Regions from separate parts of the Mus musculus genome. Here regions 1 and 3 are each linked to region 2. A link is a contact called in public HiChIP or PLAC-seq and Micro-C data. All regions are on one chromosome and are shown on one strand. Each heading gives the region's core, a stretch centred on a gene start, on an enhancer-like site or on the middle of the called end of the contact. The rest is flanking DNA. Distances are from core to core; before and after follow the strand shown. Region 1 holds the start of Aox1 (aldehyde oxidase 1). Region 2 holds the start of 9130024F11Rik (RIKEN cDNA 9130024F11 gene). Region 3 holds the start of Boll (boule homolog, RNA binding protein).

What was found. Hi-C and Micro-C count contacts between places; a contact is called where the count stands out from the background. HiChIP or PLAC-seq counts read pairs in DNA pulled down with a chosen protein or histone mark.
Region 1: a contact with region 2 is called in an H3K4me3 HiChIP or PLAC-seq map of embryonic stem cells, with 4 times the contacts expected there. The contact joins the promoter of Aox1 here to the promoter of 9130024F11Rik in region 2. A contact is called at or near these places in 1 of 39 promoter capture datasets (liver) and 1 of 115 datasets of contacts at active chromatin or transcription factors (embryonic stem cells).
Region 3: a Micro-C map of embryonic stem cells shows a contact between it and region 2, with 3 times the contacts expected there. The contact joins the promoter of Boll here to the promoter of 9130024F11Rik in region 2. A contact is called at or near these places in 4 of 39 promoter capture datasets (the 3T3-L1 cell line, embryonic stem cells, hippocampal neurons and 1 more), 2 of 484 Hi-C or Micro-C datasets (both in embryonic stem cells), 2 of 115 datasets of contacts at active chromatin or transcription factors (astrocytes and embryonic stem cells) and 1 of 9 other capture datasets (macrophages).

What each region holds. Positions count from the first base shown.
Region 1 is chr1:58,028,462-58,031,422 of GRCm38.p6, reverse strand. It overlaps Aox1 (aldehyde oxidase 1), which reads right to left and starts at 1,454. Exons shown (of 35, transcript NM_009676.2): 1 at 1,365-1,454. The coding sequence starts at 1,406.
Region 2 is chr1:56,970,095-56,972,794 of GRCm38.p6, reverse strand. It overlaps 9130024F11Rik (RIKEN cDNA 9130024F11 gene), which reads right to left and starts at 1,326. Exons shown (of 2, transcript NR_024326.1): 1 at 1,024-1,326. It overlaps Satb2 (special AT-rich sequence binding protein 2), which reads left to right and starts at 1,461. Exons shown (of 11, transcript NM_139146.2): 1 at 1,461-1,683.
Region 3 is chr1:55,362,317-55,365,322 of GRCm38.p6, reverse strand. Boll (boule homolog, RNA binding protein) reads left to right here and starts at 1,570. Exons shown (of 11, transcript NM_001368767.1): 1 at 1,570-2,024. The coding sequence starts at 2,004.

The sequences.
Region 1 (2,961 bases), core at 205-2,704, 1.1 Mb before region 2:
GTTTCCCCAGCAGTGTAGCAGTGTCAACCCCTCACCAGCAGGGGTCGCATCCTTTCTGTGGTTTGCTATATCCCATAAGCTTAAACATAGCTTAGTATCTGTTAGGATGTTCATGAAAACACACAATGGATATTCATGATTGCTCTTTTCGCAATAAGTAGTGTTGGCCTGTTAGTAGCCTTGGAGTCTGCCTCCAAGAGGCAGTGAGGCTCCAGTGAGCGGCAATGGATTCCGTTCGTTTAGTAAGGACAGAATACACTCCAGCTTTTTCTGTTATGCAAAAGGAAACGGAAGGAACAGGGCAGCCATTTCACCCATTATTCTAGTTCACCTTCATGGTAGTCCTGTGGGGAGATGGGGGGACAGCTAATGGGTTTCATCTATTTAAGGATCCATCTATCCCGCTTCAGGGCCATGAAGCAGGGACTCATAAAGGTTTTTTTTTTTTTTAAATGGGGGCTTCTATGATTTGGGAGACCCTGTTCTTCAAGGAAGAAAACACATTACAAAACTACAGCAGTGTGACTCAACTTCATAGCCTCCGAAGAGTCCTCACACAGGAAAGGTCTGGTTGGCGCTAAACCTTCCTTGGCTTCCAGTTGGTCAGCCAGTGCCAGCTAGAACAAGGGCTCTGGCTGTCCCTAGCCAGACACAGGGAACACAGCGGGATCCAAAGGGCGGAACTGACATTGTGGACAGCAGCTCTCCACCCCCCACTCAAAGTGCTATCAGTTTACACAGAGAACACTCCAGATGAGCTGGGCCACTGCCCAGACGGCTGCTTTAAACGATGCCCAGAGGCTTTGCTGTCCCCAAGCAACAGGATTTGCCTGGAGCCGCCATAAAAGTCTTCAGAGCCAAGGCACACACACAAATAAAACAAAATGCCACACTCGGCAGGAGCCCCTGATTCTGGCAAGCTGTGCTGTGCCAGGAACTTGCTTTGGCTTCACCAAGTTGAAAAATCACAGAGTAGCTAGAACCAGTGCACCTCTGTGGCCCTGTTAAAGCTGGGTATTGCTCACCCAGACAAGCAGAGACTTGAGGCTACTTATTTAATTGTGCTGGAAGATCTTATCAGCCGGAGGCTTTAAGGGAGGGAAGGTCTGGATGCTCCCCGTCCGGAAGGGAGAGGCCCTGGGATTCAGACATTCTGAAATTCTTAGTCTTCCATGCGCTGGTCGTGATGCGAAAGGTCTGAAAAATAATCTGATCTCCTTTGAGTTTTATAATGCAGATTCCTATGCTGAGGACCCAATGAGACCCCATGCTAAGGTTTCAGCGAAAGCAGGGCGCAGGCTGGGATAGGGCCCAGAACTGGGGTCCGGGGTGGTGCAGGAGTCTGCCTACCCGCGGGCTCTCACCTTCTGGCCATTCACGTAGAAGAGCAGCTGAATGGGGTCCATGACTCCGAGGTCCCTAGCAGGTCCCTAGCAGCGCCAGTCCTTGCAGAGAATAAATTGCCCGAGGCTACAGGGCGGGGCTTGTCTGTGCTTCTAAGTCTCCACCCTCCCAGAAAGTTTTGGAAGAGCCAATGCTGCAGAGGTCCTAAAGGGAAAACTCTCCTGACACTACAGAGTGTGCCAGCGTGGGAGACAAGCTGAAATCTTTGGGTTTTGGCATCGATGGGAGAGAGGGGTAGCTGGGCGGCCAGCCTCAGGAAGTCCTGAGTCATTGCTCTAGTATCTGTGCCAATGCTTGCTTATTGAAGTGGTTTCCAGAATCCTCTCGTTTGTTTAGGGGGAAGGCAGCCTGGCTGTACTGCTGAGTCACTTCCCAAGAGTCCTGCGCCCTTAACCTCACTTTTTGGCTTTCTTTATATTTTAGAATCCACTTTATAAAACCTGGCAAGTCTCAAATGAGACCAAATTATTTTCCAGGCCTTAGTATATCTCCCTAGGTTATTTTATTCATGCAATACAACATCCCCACCCCTCAATACCCATTCACACAGGGTTTCTCTGGGTAACAGCCTGGCTGTCTTGGAACTCTTCTTTGTAGACCAGGCTGGCCTCGAAATCACAGATCTCCACCTGCCTCTGCCCCTTGAGTGCTGAGATTAAAGGTATGCACCACTACACAACATTTTTATTGTGAAAACTTCCCGTTTGTAGGTAGAGGAGAAGAAACCACATCTCAGCAATTCCAGGAGTGGTTAACAGTAAGTGGCTAACACCTCCTTGCTTCCCAAGGATCTTAAGCACATTTCAGACAGTGTTTTACCAGTAGACAGAAAACGTGTGTGTATGTGTGTGTGTGTGTGTGTGTGTGTGTGTGTGTGTGTGTGTGTGTGTGTGTGTAAGCATCACTATAAAGCTATGGCTAGTTTGGAATTTACTGGCTTTGAACTGACAGCTTCTATCAGCTTCTGCCTCTTCCTGAGTGCTGGAATCAAAGGTGTGTGTGAGCCTCCATATCTGTCAAACATTTTCTTTTTTGAAAAATACTTTATGTTTGACAGGATCTGGGGAAATGGCTCAGAGGTTAAGAGCTTCCAGGACCCAGGACTAGAACAAACCTGTTTTCTTTATAAAGTATCCAGTTTGGGGCATTCTGCTTTAGCAATAGTGAAGAGATTAAAAGATTAGATGAACAGATTAAAAGCTAGAATTCTTTTACTCTCCTGATGCCAATAATCTCCATTCTAAAATCTTACTAACTAGAGATGGCTCAGTGGCTCAGAGCATTTGTTTCTAACAGATTCAATTCCTAACATTCACAGTCTTCTGAAACTCCAGTTCCAGGGAATCTCATTTCCTTCTTCTAATGATCCAGGGCCCCTGGCATATGCACATGTACACATCTACTCCCCCCCCCACCCACACACACCTACACACACACACATACACACACATGCCCATATATATACACACATATACTCACACACATGCATTCGCATGTACATATACACATATGCACACACATACACAGGCATACAGACACACAGGCAAAACATTCATA
Region 2 (2,700 bases), core at 77-2,576:
GCAGGGATGCAGCCTGCCTTGTGCCCACGGAGCAACCCTTTCTCCAGTGCCGGACCCACAGCCAGCCGGACGGGCGGAGTCTCGCTCCAGGCGTTCGGGACACCCGGGCTATTGTTCCGGACCCGCGGCCGCACGGGATTTGAGGGAGAAGTGGCCTTCCCCAAACGCGGCCGGGAGCGCTTCGGGCCGGGCCGGTCGGCTCCGAGCAGATGGGGAGCTCGCTCGCACCGAGAAAAGTTGCTCCGAGGGGCGGAGGCGGTGGGTGGTGGGCGGAGGCGGTGGGTGGGGGAGGCGATCGCCCTCCTATCTCCAAAGTCGAAAGTACTCGGCGGCGCAATTAACAGAGCCCGGAGACGAGGCAGCCTCTGCCGCCTCCCGAGCGCCAGCCTGCGCCTCTGCGGCGAGCCGCGACACGGAGCGCCCGCCTAGTCGCCGCAGCCTGCGCGCCGGGACGAGTGCGCCTAGGGGCTGGGCGAGGCGGCTGCGCCCTGGACTTGCTACAAGGAGGAGGACCAGACCCTGGGCCCTGGCGTTCGTCAGCGCTTAGACGCACCCATTCGTCGGCCGTGGCCACCGCCTCGCGCCACACTCAGTCCTCAGCCATCCGTCCTTCGTCGCCCGGTGCATGAGGTCCTTGCCACCCCGCTCCCACCTCCGACTCCCCCCTTCCTCCTTTTTCCCTGACTCCCACCCCCTCGCCTATCCCTGTGCCTCCTCCGCAGCCCGGCTCCTTGGGTCGCCGTGCTCACAGCGATTGATTGATTGATGTTTAATTTCCTGCCAGGCGGGGCCCCCCTCCCCCCGCAACCTCCCCAGCCCTCCTCCCCGCCCCCCACTCCCCTCCTTCATTGCGGTGGACCAGTCTGGCTTGGGTTTAGATCCGTCCCCCCCATTCCCATCCCGAAATAACCCAGAGACATCCCCTACCCCCACCCCAAATTATTATTTTGAAGGCGCTAGATCTGGGGACCGAAAGGGGGAGGGGGAGAAATCGGAAACCGAGGACAACCCAAAAGGACTCACTTTGCCTGATGACTCAACGCAACTAATAATCATCTCCCTCTCAGTGTCTTTCTCTCTGCGGCTTGTCAGTGAGTCCGGCTCTGGCTTCTGGCAGAGGCAGCCGCGAGGGGAGAGGTTGGAGGTGACAGCTTGTGCGGCCGCCGCGTTTTCTCTTGCGCGCGGTCCGGGGTCTCCGCACCTTCCCCGCTCTTGGTGGCAACGTCCCCGCGACTCTGGCCGCGCCTCCTCTGGAGCTAGCGGCTGTAGGAGCCAGCAGCCGCCGCAGCCTCCCAGTCCTCAGCCCTTTCTCTCCAGAACCGGTCTTCTACCCGAAGGTGTGAAAGGCTCTTTCAGCCCCCTCTCCCCCCCCCCTCCTCCGCCGTCCCCTCCCCCGCTCGCTCTGGTGCCCCTTTGGAGGAGTCCTCCTTTCCCTCTCCTCCTCCTCCCTCACTGCCCCCCGCCCCCATCATCATAACAACCATCTCCGAACCAGAAGAAGACACCCTGACCCAGGACCTTAAACGCTAGGACCGGGGAAGAGGAAAAGGAAAGGGGAAGGAGGAAAGAGAAAGGAAGACTAGGACAACACTACAATTCACCAAAAACTTTCCACCCTGGATTCTCTACTTTTGCTCCATGGACAGAGCCCCAGCCAGCCAAGTTTCAGACAGACCGTGAGCAGTAAGTACGCTGGGCGAGGGCTCCCACGCGGCGCCTGTAGTTCGGGAAGCCCTGGGCGCGCTAAGTTCCCCGGCTGTTCTGGGGCTCTGGCTCTCACGCGCGCTTAGGCGAAGCCGGGAAGTGCGGTGGAGCCTTCACTGGCAACCCCTCCGAGCACTCCCTACATCTTTCGCATTCTTCTTAACTCCTCTCTGTCCCCCACCACCACCTCGTCTGGACTCGTGGCGACTAGGCTTCTCCCGCGTCCAAAGCGCTCTTAGAGGATTCTCAGAGCCCCTGGTGTATTAGGGGTTCCTTTCATGGGTTTCAGTGACAATGTGGGCGCCGTTTCATCAGGTGTTTTCCCTTCTTCCGGGTCACTCCTCCAAAATTGAAGAGTATGGAGCACTGCTCGCCTAGGGACCTCGAGAAAAACTTTCCAGATTTAGAAATTAGGATTAATGAAGCCTGCTCCTGTACCTAAGAATCAAGATTTCTTTCTCTTATGTTGTACGCTTAATGGCTTAAAAAACAACAACCACATCCAGGATACGATGAAGATAAGAATGCTCCCAAATAATAATTGTGATCCTGGGATGGAGGGTAGCCTTTCCAAATCTCAGAGTGTTTTGGGATGCTCGCTCACGTGAAATTATAGTTAATTTTTTTGTGTGCAAAGGTGTGTGTTTGTGTACACAAGTGTACTTGGTCCATAAAGGTAAAAGGTGGGGATTCCATGGATCCATTGATCCAGCTTGGCCATCCACAGCGCATTTATCAAGCAATTAATTTGCTTAAGGACCCGTGTAAGTCCTTGCTCCCTCCCTGGCCTGGTGGGACCTCTCGCCCATAAGTACGCTCCTTTCAAAACCCTGACACCCCAAGTGGGGCTTATGGTGGTGGTGGCTCTTTATCAAAGAGAGGATAATGCCAGCGCTGCCCGCAATGAATGGGGTACTGCTTAAAGGCTTCGAGGTCCGACTCTGTCCACACAACTGAGGGCTAACTCTTGGGACCTGAGACAGAGCAGGTCTTAGT
Region 3 (3,006 bases), core at 321-2,820, 1.6 Mb after region 2:
ATAGGGAAGTGGATACTAATACCGTAGAGGGTATTAGTAACTGCCCAGCTCTAGTATATAAGGTTTGTCATAAATGTAAAGAGTTTTCGTCTTTTATCTGGGAACTGAATGATCATAGTTGGAGAAGAGACCCCAGTTGAGTTTAAATATTTTGGCAACAAGGACTAATGTCTGAACTTTGCCTTCCAGCAGCATATCCCATTATGAGCATAAGAACTGTACTGTCTACTAAGTTGATCCAATATAATTTTGTGTGATTCAGCCAAGTATTTTTTAAGTTCCTTTTGGATAAGAAGTAAAAGAGGAGCTGAACTGAGGAGTGTAGCTATCTTCCCTAACACAGTCACTGTTCCCTCAAGTTTGTTCATTATGTCAGACCAAGTATTTCCTGTGACAAGTGGCCTTTTTAGAAGATGCTCCCTTCAAAAGTAACTATTCTAGTAGGAAAGAAAAAGACTTCAGAAGAAAAGAGCACTAATCAAATAATAATCAAATCCTTAGTTACAACTGGAGGGATAGAATGCCCAAAAATCAATTCTAGAATATGTACTTAAATCTGAATACACATCTGTGTATTATTCCTTTTCCACAGAAACTCAAACCTGAGAAAATGAGTTTAAATTGTATGCAGAAAAGTATTCCAACTGCTAGGATGCTTCTACAATTAACAAAAATTGTTTCCCATCTTATTTTTGGTAAATAACTAAGCTTTTGGATATTTATTCTTGATAACTAACCTTTGGACATATTAACATTAATATTGTTGCTGCTTACTCTGAGGACAAGTTATGTAACTTTTTACAGTTGCTGATACTGATCTGATGGCTTAAAGCCCTTAAAAGCCAGCCCATTGAGATGAAGAATCGGGGTTGCAGAGCGCTAGGGTTAAAGCTACAGCTTTAGACTTTGACCCAAGTATTTAGCCACCTATTTACAGTAGAAATGACCATAAAGCACTGCACCGGAAACAAGATATGTGTATGATGGATAGTTGCTTATAATAATGACAGTCCTTATTACATGAATTTATCTAACAGAAATTACATACTACTTAAGAGAGAAGGTAGGCTCTCAGGCACTTTTTAAAAAGTCCTTGCAAAGGAGTCTTTGAACGGAGTTCCCAAAGCTATGGGGCCAAGTCTAATGAAGCTGGTTCCCTTCCCTTAGGCTCTCTCCTACTTTTATTTTATTTGCTTGTTTGTTCTTTTATGGGAGAGTGGGGGTGGGAGGGAGAGAGGGAGGGAGGGAGGGAGGGAGGGAGGGAGGGAGGGAGGGAGGGAGACAAGGTCTCACTGTGTAGCCCTTAAACTAACTATCCTTGAACTCGGTATATAGACCAAGCTGACCCTGAACTCAGAAATCCTCCTACTCTGCCTCCCAAGTGCTGAGATGAAATATGCATTATTAGCCAGGAGCGCAGGGCAGCTAGCCTACCAGGGGCCTGAACTGCGCTGCCCCGCCCTCCCTGGCAGGGATGAGTGACAGCGACAGCGACAGGTGCTGAGAGCAGAGGCGTCCGCTGCTTCTGTGTGTGGCGCCCGGAAGGGGGAGCAGAGTTTGCACGTGGGAACTTGTCTTCCTGTCTTCGAGCCAGCTTTCGGAAGTCCCCAGAGGCCACTCTCTGTAGTAGACCCTAGAGGTCGGCCCTCCAGGGCAGGGAAGGCTCGCCGCTCTTGCCTTCCGCGGCGCGTTCCCCTCCGCTCGCAGTGCTCGCGTCCGTCCGTCCAGCCGTCCGTCCTGCCGCCGCTGGCAGTCGCGGTGCGCGCCGTCCGTGCCGCCGCCCCGGCGGCCCCGGGACTTGCGCACAGCGCCACCGCCACCGCCGCCGCGCAGCCCGCCTCCCCCGCCCCCACAGGGCAGCTCGCCCGGCTCGGAGACTGCGCCACTGCAGCCGCCGCCGTCGCCGCCAGGGGGAGCGAGTCCCCGACGGGAGACGCGCCGGCTCGCTTCCTGCGAACGCGCCTTCCAACTTGAGCTTCCCGCGAACTCCGGAGATTAGAAAGATGGAGACCGAGTCCCGGGCGGTGAGTGCTGAGGGCCGGCCGGACTCTGCGCGGCCCGGCTTCGGACGGGCTGGAAAGAGTGGACTTTGGAGTCGAAAGCCTTGCTGTGGGGTTGGGAAGGAACGCGCCGCGGGAGGGCAGCGGGCAGCCCCGCTGAGGAGAGCGGCCCCTCGGGCTGTGTGAGAAGGGGCGCTGGGGGTGGGGGAGGCGGCGCTGGCCCTCGGTGGGGCGGACGGGCAGCTCGGGGGAAACGGCCATCGGCCAAACATGCCTAGCGAGCGGCCGCCCTCAAGTGTTCCCGCCCGGACGGCGGCGCCCTCGACGGCTCGCCCTTTTCAGGACACGTTCTCGCGGGCACGAGTTGCGCGGCCGTCGTCGACGCCCCGACCCGGGGCAAGGCCTGAGCCCGGGAAGGCCTGAGCTACGCGCGCTGCCCTGTCAGGCCTGGGCCCGGCTGGGGCCTAGGGGCCCCCACCGCCCCCGCCCTCCCAGTGCAGCCTGGTAACGTGCCGCGCCCCGCCCCGTGCCCGGCCGCCAGCCAATCAGCATGCGCCCACGCAAGGCCGCGGCCCCGCCTTGCACGAGGCGGCCAGCGCGTGGTAGGTGCCGTTGAGGGTTCCCGCCACCGCTGCTGGCGGGTTTGCCTGACAAAATTTCTCGCTGGCTGGCCTTCTTTTCCCTCCCGCACTTTGGTGGGGAGGGGGGAGACCCTCGTGTCGGTGTCCCGGTCCACGATGACCCGAGAGAACCCGAGGACGTTGTCAATCCGGCCATTTGCCCCATCGCCTCAGCCTGCTGGCCTCCGAGGGGAAGGAGCACCGAGGCGGTGACTGCGACGGTTAGCCCACCTCTTCCTTTGTCTTTGCAAAGATGATCCATCTCGAGGTCGAGGTTAAGCCTCAGAGGAGACGGCACTAGGGCCATGTTACCTTGGAAGAGCATCTTAAGAAACTCGTTGGTGGTCGAGCTTTACGGGGAAGCAGAGGGTCCAGACTAAGGATCC